3 separate regions of the Sus scrofa genome follow, and all the other regions are linked to region 2. The links are chromatin contacts, called in public Hi-C maps. All regions are on one chromosome and are shown on one strand. The core of a region is the stretch at or near the end of the contact, and the rest is flanking DNA. Distances in the headings are between cores, read along the strand shown. Region 1 overlaps LOC102159645 (a long non-coding RNA gene). Region 2 overlaps LOC102159961 (a long non-coding RNA gene). Region 3 overlaps LOC102159961 (a long non-coding RNA gene).

Evidence for each region. A called contact is a pair of places that touch in the nucleus more often than the background predicts.
Region 1: a contact with region 2 is called in a Hi-C map of liver, with 3 times the contacts expected there. The contact joins two enhancer-like sites. A contact is called at or near these places in 3 of 47 Hi-C or Micro-C datasets (liver and skeletal muscle).
Region 3: a Hi-C map of liver shows a contact between it and region 2, with 3 times the contacts expected there. The contact joins two enhancer-like sites. A contact is called at or near these places in 3 of 47 Hi-C or Micro-C datasets (embryonic fibroblasts and liver).

The regions. Positions count from the first base shown.
Region 1 is chr16:46,916,012-46,918,978 of Sscrofa11.1, forward strand. All of the region lies in intron 2 of LOC102159645 (a long non-coding RNA gene), which reads right to left. Among named protein-coding and RNA genes, the nearest start is that of SLC30A5, 370 kb to the right of the region's middle. Within about 2 kb of position 1,475, at least 10 of the 83 cell types and tissues checked have an H3K27ac peak or open chromatin away from gene starts, as enhancers often do. A contact at or near this core is called in liver, where this site is marked.
Region 2 is chr16:47,058,376-47,061,327 of Sscrofa11.1, forward strand. The region is part of intron 3 of LOC102159961 (a long non-coding RNA gene); the gene reads right to left. Among named protein-coding and RNA genes, the nearest start is that of SLC30A5, 230 kb to the right of the region's middle. Within about 2 kb of position 1,701, at least 8 of the 83 cell types and tissues checked have an H3K27ac peak or open chromatin away from gene starts, as enhancers often do. A contact at or near this core is called in liver, where this site is marked.
Region 3 is chr16:47,188,561-47,191,877 of Sscrofa11.1, forward strand. The region is part of intron 1 of LOC102159961 (a long non-coding RNA gene); the gene reads right to left. Among named protein-coding and RNA genes, the nearest start is that of SLC30A5, 95 kb to the right of the region's middle. Within about 2 kb of position 1,526, at least 8 of the 83 cell types and tissues checked have an H3K27ac peak or open chromatin away from gene starts, as enhancers often do. A contact at or near this core is called in liver, where this site is marked.

The DNA of each region.
Region 1 (2,967 bases), core at 225-2,724, 140 kb before region 2:
AGTTGAGCTTTAACTATAGACACTCCGTGGTTTTTTTGTTTTGTTTCATTTTTTAACAACAACAGCCAAATGATGTTCTCTCCCTCTCTCCAACTTCTAACCACTTCCCTCAATTTACACACTATTGATTGGATCATGCTCGAGATGCCTTATTCAATTTTGCATACCTCAATAACAAAAAGAAGAAAAATATTAAGAATTATAAGAACTCTGGGAAATAAAATCTGAAAGATAATGAGCCAGAGGACATGAGTGATAAAAGAAGCTGAAAGAGCCAGATTGGCTGAACCATCCTATTTCTAGCTCAGTCCCATAGAAAATCAGGCATATTGTGTGGGACAAACAAATTCCAATTAGTGAAACGATCTCAATGTTGACCTAATTATCTAATATCCAGCTCTCATTTTTATGGGATGAAGCCAAGCAAGTAAAGTAAATTCTTGGAGACAAAACTGCTCTTTCTAATAAGGAAAATGACTTACTCTTTCTCCATGAAGCCACAGATGATTAAAAAACAAAAGCCCAGTATATGCTTTTGTTGTTCAGTTTGAACCTTACATTCTTCTACAAGGATAACAGTGGCTTCAAAGAGTCCAGAGAGTGTGTTTCTATGTGGTGGTCCGAAAGGGTTTTCCTTTAGGGAAACTGGTTCAAAATAAGGACAAGAACTCTTAATTCTGCAAGGATACAGCCAGCCCAGTGTAGCAGCCACCAGTAAGATCACTTGCTCCAGAGTAAATTATTAGGTGAAAGAAGAATAAAGGATTAAAGCAAAACACTCACAGCTCGGTGTTAAGCTGAGCTGTTATAATCTAAGTATTCATGAGAAACCGTTTTAGAACTTCGAAGGGGGTGGGGGGAGAAGTAACTAGAGTCAACTGTAATATAGTGAGGGTCTGTCACATGATCTAATTACAGAAATGAAAGCAACCCAGGAATTATGTGGTCTATTCAAGCCTGCCGGGAGAACGAACAAAGAATATAATTATACATCAAGCCTGTTGATTAAACAATTACTATTTAAAGCAGATATAGATTTAAAATTAATTTGCTTCTGCATTCGGAGGATTTGGGGACTGAGATAAACAGTGTTTGAAGTTTAATTATCCATGCGGAAGATGAAGGGGCTCATTTCAATGTGGTTCGCCGTGCAGAGCGTTTCGGATGGCGTGAAAGGAAGGATCGGACTCGGCAGCAAGTCCCCGCGCTGCCTTGACGTGCGATTCAAGAGAGCGAGGAGGCCCGCTCAGCCTAATTGCCACAGACTGTGGTAATATCACAGAAGAGATGGCGCAATTGCAAATTAATATTTAAATGAACACTAGTTTGAAGTTTACCTGGAGGGAGAAACGCACTATCTCCAAAAGAACAGAGGAGGGCCAGCCAGAGTTCCCAACTCCACAGCCATGAGATCTAGGGAGTGGAGACCTTCACGCATGTTTGAGCAAAGAGGACATCCACCTGCCAGCTCCTCTGAATGGAGTGATTCTTATCGGAGGTCACGTGTCCAGTGTCCCAGGGCAGCACTGAGTGGTGGGGGGTGGGGTGCCGCGGTGAAAGGGTGAATTGGAGCTGGAGCGCAAGAAAATAAACAGAGACTCAAAAATTGAGAAGTTAAAGAATGACTGTTGAGATGCATGGAATCCTGTCTGTGTTCAGACATCCAAGTCCACAGGGGCAGAATTTCTGGGTGTCAACCTAACTCACTGGTGACATTGGGGAAGGTATGCTCAGTGCCGAAGGAGCCTGGAACAGAGGGTGCTGGGGCTGTGGTGGTTAGGAGAATGGGCTTGAAAATGGCCAAGCCTGAGTGGAAAGTCCAGCTATGCCCATTTCAATCTTGTGGCCTTCTCAAAGCATTTGTCTCCCCGTGTCCCCCCCCCCCCCCCCCCCGCCATCTCTTTGGTGAAATGGCTCCCATCTTCCTCCTTGGGTGGCTGTAAACGTTAAATAGGTCATGAGGGAAAACCTCAGTGTCCCCTCCCTACTGAAAACTCCCGGGGGCTCCCCACAGTTCTCTGGGTAAAGATGAATCTCTTTTGTTTATTTTCCCAATACTTTATTTTTTTTTCTACTGTACAGCATGGTGACCCGTTACACATACAATGTATACATTCTATTTTCTCACATTATCATGCTCCATCATAAGTGACCAGACGTAGTTCCCAGTGCTACACAGCAGGATTTCATTGCTAATCCATTCCAAAGGCAATAGTCTGCATTATTAATCCCAAGCTCCCAGTCCATCCCACTCCCTCCCCCTCCCCCTTGGATCTCTTTAACCTGGACTGCAAGGCCTGGGAGCGGTGGGATCCTGCCACCTCACCCACCTTCTCTTTCCCCTCCCTACCACTCTCTCTACTCCAACCACCCAGGCCTTTTTTTACGTCCTCTACTCTCTTTTCTGCTTCAAGGTCTAACCATTTACTTTTAACTCCACCTTGGAGCACTTCCCCTTCCCCCTCTTTAACCAGTTGTCATATATTCATTCTGCAGATGTCAGCTCGAGGCATCTTGGATGGAAGGTAGAAGCTCAGGCTCTGAGGACAACTCATCAGATTCAGAAGTTAAACTCTACCACCTATTACGTGTGTGACTTTTGCCCACCTAAGAGTCAGCAAAATGGGCATGCACATCAGCACCTACATCAAACAGCTGTTGTAAGGGGCACCAGGATTAATATGTGTGACAGTCTCAGCACAAAGCCAGGCCTGCAGGGAGCACTGGACAACTGCTCTTATACTCCCCAAAGGTCTCCCTTCCATGTCACTTGTCACGGTTGCAATTTTATGTTTGTGTGACTATTTCAACAGGCCTGTCTCTCCATTAGAATGGAAGCTCCACAGGGGCAGCAGTTTTCCATTGTCTAGTCCACAGTGTCAATTCAGTTCCTAGCAGAATAGACACCCAAACATTGACTGAGGGACAAACAAATGAAAATTCTGAGCATAGTGCCTGGCACATAGC
Region 2 (2,952 bases), core at 451-2,950:
ATATACCATACAAATGCAATTTACATGTTTCTTGTGTGTAACATTTTTCCCATCAAAAACAAAACTCATGCCACTTATCCGCTCTAATGTAGACTATTGCTAATTAAACAATTATGTCTATAGTAACATCTATCAATTTATTATATAGCTAATGGTATATATATAATATATATATAATTTATGGTATTAATTATTAAAATATAGATTGATATCAACATTTAGAGCACCATCTAAACTTCCCAAATTATTATTATCAATTTATGATTTTTCAAATAACAGCAATTAATTATCATTACTATGGTTAAATGATAATGATTTGCAACATAGTATCATATGTTTGTTCTAAATAATTAGAGAAGTGCTAATCTACTATGGTGAAGATAATAACACTAATAATGGAAGAGTAATGATTGCTAATCACTTCGTACTATTGGTATTAAAATGTCCAAATTATCAAAAATCAGGTGAAATGAAACCTAGTGAAGGCATATGGTAAAATAAGTAATTCATATTCAGCAACTGTTTCAAATCAGGATTCTAAGCCAGTGGTTTGCTACATTGGCTGCCCATTAGGAAAGAATGGGCACCTTTTTAAAAAAAATGATGACCAGGCCTCACCCCAGCCCTCCTCCTACCCACCCTCAACCCAGAGATACTCTGATTTAATCAGACCAGGTGCAGCCAAATTTTTTTTCCAAGTTCCCCAAGGACTCTAACATGCCAGAGTTGAGAACCACAGCTCTAGATGTTTGATTTTTATGCCTGAGAATAAAGATATATTTCCTCCTAGGGGCAAAATGGAATTCAGAAACCCACTTGCCCAGCCTCTGTCAATCAATGTTGTGTATAGAAGAGGAATGAGTTGTTAGTTTTAGTTGTCAGGGAATTTTCTTCATGGAAAAGAAATACATTAAAATACCAAATTACAGTATTTACATATTTCATGTTTTTTTCCAACTACGTTCCCATAGCAACTAAATCCATTTGCTCCCTACTTTCTTCTGAGTTATTTTCCACTGAGAGCCATGCTTTATTAGTGAGACAAACAGTTTGCCCTCTGAAATGACTGTTGTGCTGTTTACTATTTCTTTGCCAAGGAACTCAACTCTAGTTGGCATCTTCCACCCACCTATGCTACCCGAATTTGATAAAGTCAGCTGCACTGGCCTGGGCAGAGGTCGTGTCCCTGAGCACTTTCCTCAACCTGGAGCAGTCACTGGGTTTTTTCCAGCGGGTGAGTCAAAAAAAGTCAAGTGGGGAGGGAAGCTTCCCTTGGGGAACCTGGGACTCAGAAAGGACGCAAGGAAGAAGACCCATCCATTCCCAAACAGTGACCAATTCACCTAAATTAGCAGTGGGCAGAAGGTAACCCAGCTCCCTGGGAGCTCAGTAGGCTTGGTCAGGCAGGGTCACTGGTACACAGGCATCACGGCTTTGGAGATGGACACCCACTAGCAAGCAGAGAGAAAGTGAGTCCTCCTCCAGCCATGAAAAGATCACTGAATCCACAGAGAGAAGGCCCCAAAGAGGTGCCCAACACTGTGATTTCTTTGTGATGTCACCCAGACGACTTGGCAGACTGCAGGGCCTGTTTGTTTGTTTGAAACTATGACATTTCACTTGCCAATGGGCTTTCACTTTGCAAGGGCACAAGGATGCCAAAAAAGACTGCAGGAGGGAGGCACCAGGCCCAGTACTTCAGCGCAGCTCTCCTCGCTGACACTAACGCCTGAGGCCAGAATGGACCTGGGCGGCCAGCTGCAGGGGAGAGATGAGGGGCAGGAGAAATGGGGCAATGCCCTGAGATCACTTCTCATTTGCTGACTCAGAAGCTTCTCTCTGTGCAGCAGCACTAATGGAGAGGACTTGTTTCCTCCTCCCTCCCAGGCTCCAAATAAAAGCCAGAGTTGTGGTGTAACTGCCCCCCAGTGGCAGGGTGGGGGGTGGGGAGGGGTAGTTTTCTGGTAAGCCACACAGTTTCAGGCAGCAGCAACAGAAATCACCCTCAGCCAGAGGTTCCTCCCACTGGCAGGATCCAGGGGCCACTTATGTATGGCCGTGGGTTACAGTGCTTACTGCCAGGTTCCAGGGGTCCCAGGATGGTCCTTCAGGACTCTTTTCATCAACATCATTTATTCAAGAACAGCCCACTGTGTCAGTGAGGGTCCCAGCAAGAAACAGATGGCACTCCCAAGTTAGTTAATTTGGGAGAGTTTATTTAAGGGACTATTTACAAAGATTTGGACTGGGATACCCATAACATAACACGAGGTGGTGGGTTACCTCAGAGCTAGTAAGATCAGGGCACTGCCACCAAGTGTGGCCCAAACAGCAGAATCCAGAGTCAAAGCCACATGGAACTGACAGACAGCGGAGGCTTTCAGTGGAGGAAGGCTACCAGAATGACACTAGCACCCAGGGGGAGAGCCAAGGGAATGCATAGGCTTATTCTCCTCTCTCCCTTCCACCTGGCTCCAGATCTTCACTGCCAAACCTAACCGGAAGTTGGTAGCAAGGCAGCTCTTTGATCCAGTCCACACAGATCATCCTCCTGAGGAACAAAACAAGGTGAAGTTGGGGAAAGGGTCCAGGAGGGCAGATAAAGACATCAAGCACCCTCTCCAATGCCCTGGAGCTGCCATGGTGCCCAGTTACAGAGCTAGATTGGTTCCACCATTGCTAGAGCCTCTCAGATCCCCAGCATATCCCAAAACAGTGTCCAGGGGGTGGAAAAGAAACACTGAGAGTTTGCAATATGTTCAACCACGAAGAAGGCAGGCGGATGCCTGATTTACACAAGGACATAGAGGTGATACTGAGAACACAGACTCAGCACCCTAGCTATTCAGGGGTACACCCCAGACGAGTCACACTTCTGCTCTGTTCACGTTTCATGCTTTTCCTGCCCAAGAGGAAATCACGAAGACCCTGACATGCCCACTTCACATGGAA
Region 3 (3,317 bases), core at 276-2,775, 130 kb after region 2:
GGTAAAAGGCAGAGATGGTGGAAGCAGAACGGTCAGAGCCACTGCAACATGAGAGGGGCCTGGGGTAGTAGAAAGAACATTCTACGACTTCTTTGCTGTGGCACCTTGGACAAAATACTTCTCTGAGCATCATCTGAACAACAGAGTCAACAAAATCCATCTCATGGTGATTCTACGAGGATTAGGTTACATATATACACATATACATTATTCTTAAGCATTTGAAAGAAGTTTTCATGCTTAGTTGGACTCTGGGGAGAGTAACACGATAGGCAAAAATAGCATTTAGATTTAGAACGATCCCTTCTTTCCATATAATAAAATATTTCTAATAAAAACCTACTTTCGCCAATCCTCATGAACTCAACCTATGTCATAAGTGAGACTTTTGATTCTAAGAAGCACATGGAAAGCCATTTCGGTGACATCTTCCTTCCGCAAGACATTTAACATGTTTCTTCTGACAAACTATGAACCATCCTGCTTTAAATAAAGACGATTCCTCCAGGAGGGAGAATGAATCCAGGGCAATAACATTCTGCCTGACCCTCATTAGCATGTCAGGGTCGCATCCAGTAAGAGTACATAAAGACTTCAGCCAAACTGATCCCAGTGTCTCTAAAAGATTTACCTAAGTGAGCCCATACACATTCATTTCCACACTGACTCCAGAGACCAAAGGATAACCTTCCCAAGGAGGAGAAGTGGCAACTGTGAGCAATGTCATTTGCAGAATTCCCTGCAAAGGCTTTTAGAAAGTTTCACCTAACAAATCCAGGATAATTTGGAGAATCTTAGACTTGGCAAGAAACTCCTTGGCCACCTGAACGAACCCCCAACCCCAAACCCACTGGTCAGTGACCACCCAGAGCTAATACGGGGTTTCTTTATACAAACCTGGTTCTGGGGATGTTACTTCTAAGAGGTGCCCACAGGACCATTGGATATAAATACAATAAATAAGTGACCCATTCAAAATGTCTTCAATTTCTCTAATCCTCATTCTCTTATGACTTGTGGATACCCATATTATATTAATGTATTCCTTTTTTTTTTTTTTTTTTTTAGGGCCACATCTGTGGCACATGGATGTTCCCAGGCTAGGGGTTGAATCAGAGCTGCAGATGCCAGCCAGAGCCACGTGCCTACACATGCCTACACCACAGCTCATGGCAACGCCACATCATTAACTTACTGAGCAAGGCCAGGAATTGAACCCACATCCCCATGGATACTAGTCAGGTTCATTACCACTAAGCCACAGTGGAAACTTCCCATATTAATGTATTCTTTAACATGCACACAACCAGCCAGTGCCATGACAAGCAGCTTAGCCCCTGAATGGCCCCAGTATACCCTCTTCTCCTCTCTCTCTCCACTAGGCCCCCTCCACAGGCACAGCACCAGCTCACCCTCCAAACGCAAATCCAACGTGGGCTGAGGGCACTAGCCACAGAGGTGACCTCCTTTCCACACCCTTTCCACATGACAAGTCAGGACAGGGCAGGGTGGAAGTCTAAAACCAGACCAGCTGGACCTGACCTCAGCCCTGCCCCTGCCCTTCAGTCCCATCACCCCACCTGGCAGCATCACCTTGCCAGTGGGTGTTGCAAGTGGACATTTGTTTACTTTAGATTCAAGTGGATGGCTGCCTGGCTGCCAGGAGCTGGAGGAAGGGGGACCCCCTAGAGGTTATAACCAGCCTGCAGCAAAGCCCAAGAACCTAGAAGGGGCTACAGTGTGCAACTTTGGCCTCCCAGCTTTCCCATACGATGTGTGACGCCATCGAGATGCTTCCATCAAAATTAGGTGAGCCTGAGCTCGGCTGTTCCAGCGGGGAAATGGCCATGTACTCTGATTCCATCTGATAGGTGAGCCAGGAAAATGTCACTAAAAGCATTCTGTGGAATTTATGTTAAGATTCCCCGCCAGCACAATCTATTAAACTGAAACAAGGAGTTCCCGTCGTGGCTCAGCAGTTAACAAACCTGACTAGCATCCCTGAGGACGTGGGTTTGATCCCTGGCCTCGATCAGTGGGTTAAGGATCTGGCATCAGCCTGAGCTGTGGTGTAGGTGGCAGACACGGCTCAGATCCCGCGTTCCAGTGGCTCTAGCGTAGGCCAGCAGCTGCAGCTCTGAATGGACCCCTGGCCTGGGAACCTCCATATGCTGCATATGCAGCCCTAAAAGACAAAAAAAAAATTAAAAAATAAACTGAAACAACGTTGTGTCTTGATCTTCAGTAAGTCCTATCTTTCTGTGGTCTCAGGATGCCCCATGATAGGAGGATAAGGCTTAGTAACATTGGCTTCAGGTGACTTAGTCATCACCTGGAGACGGGGGAACAGTCACTAGGTTATCTCTGCCTTCATGCCCCAAAGCAGCCATCTCTTGGCTGGGCTTAACTCCAACAACCAGAACAGTGGTTTTCTTTTCTTTTCTTTTCAGGATGAGCAGCTTCCCACACTGGAAATGGGGAGAGGGGCCTGGAGGGTAGGCGGTACCAGTGATGCAGCTGAGAACTCTGCAGCACCAAGCACCCTCCTGGATTTCACCGCAAAAGAAGCAACTGTGGGAACACAGCCTTCCACAGAATAACCTGCGTAGGACCTAAGGTTGCAAGGAGCCGGAGAGCCCCGCTGGAACTCTCCCCAGCAGCAGGAGAGGCAGCAGCAGCAGCAGCTACACGGGTGACTAGCAGTTCTCTCCTGCCCCCCAGTGCCCTTGGCTGCCCACAGTCCACACTGCGCCCCAGACTCCAGATCTTCCCTCCCAGTCAGCTTCTTCTGTGTCTCACTCCCTCAGGCAAAGCACTGCCTTTTCCAAGGTAACACCTAGCTAATCTAATATAATCTAATCTGAAAGCGTTAGTGAGTATTATTGGATTAATGCGCTATTACTCCTTGAAAATACAATTTGCATTCCAGAGACACATGGGCCTTAAAGGAAGGAGTGGGAATTTCCATTACCCTGGCAGGCTAAGAAGGGAGGCGACTTTGCGGAGGGGTGGGAATTTCAAAACCAACTTTAAAAACTGAAAACACCCTTGCCTATGCATACAGCTGGGAAGGTTATGAGTTTCATTTCTTAAAAGCTACCCTGTAATCTTCTTTTCCAACTCTTTCCCCACCTCCTTGGTGCTGATGTGCTCAGAGGTCTCAACTTTCTTTCCACCTCAGGCAATAACAAAGGATGGTAATGCTTGAGCTGGACTCTGAGTGGGGATTTTTAAGTTTTAGGGGTTCTTTTGGTGCTTTGGGTTTTTTGGCTTTTTAGGGTGGCACCCATGGGATATGGAAGCTCCCAGGCTAGAGG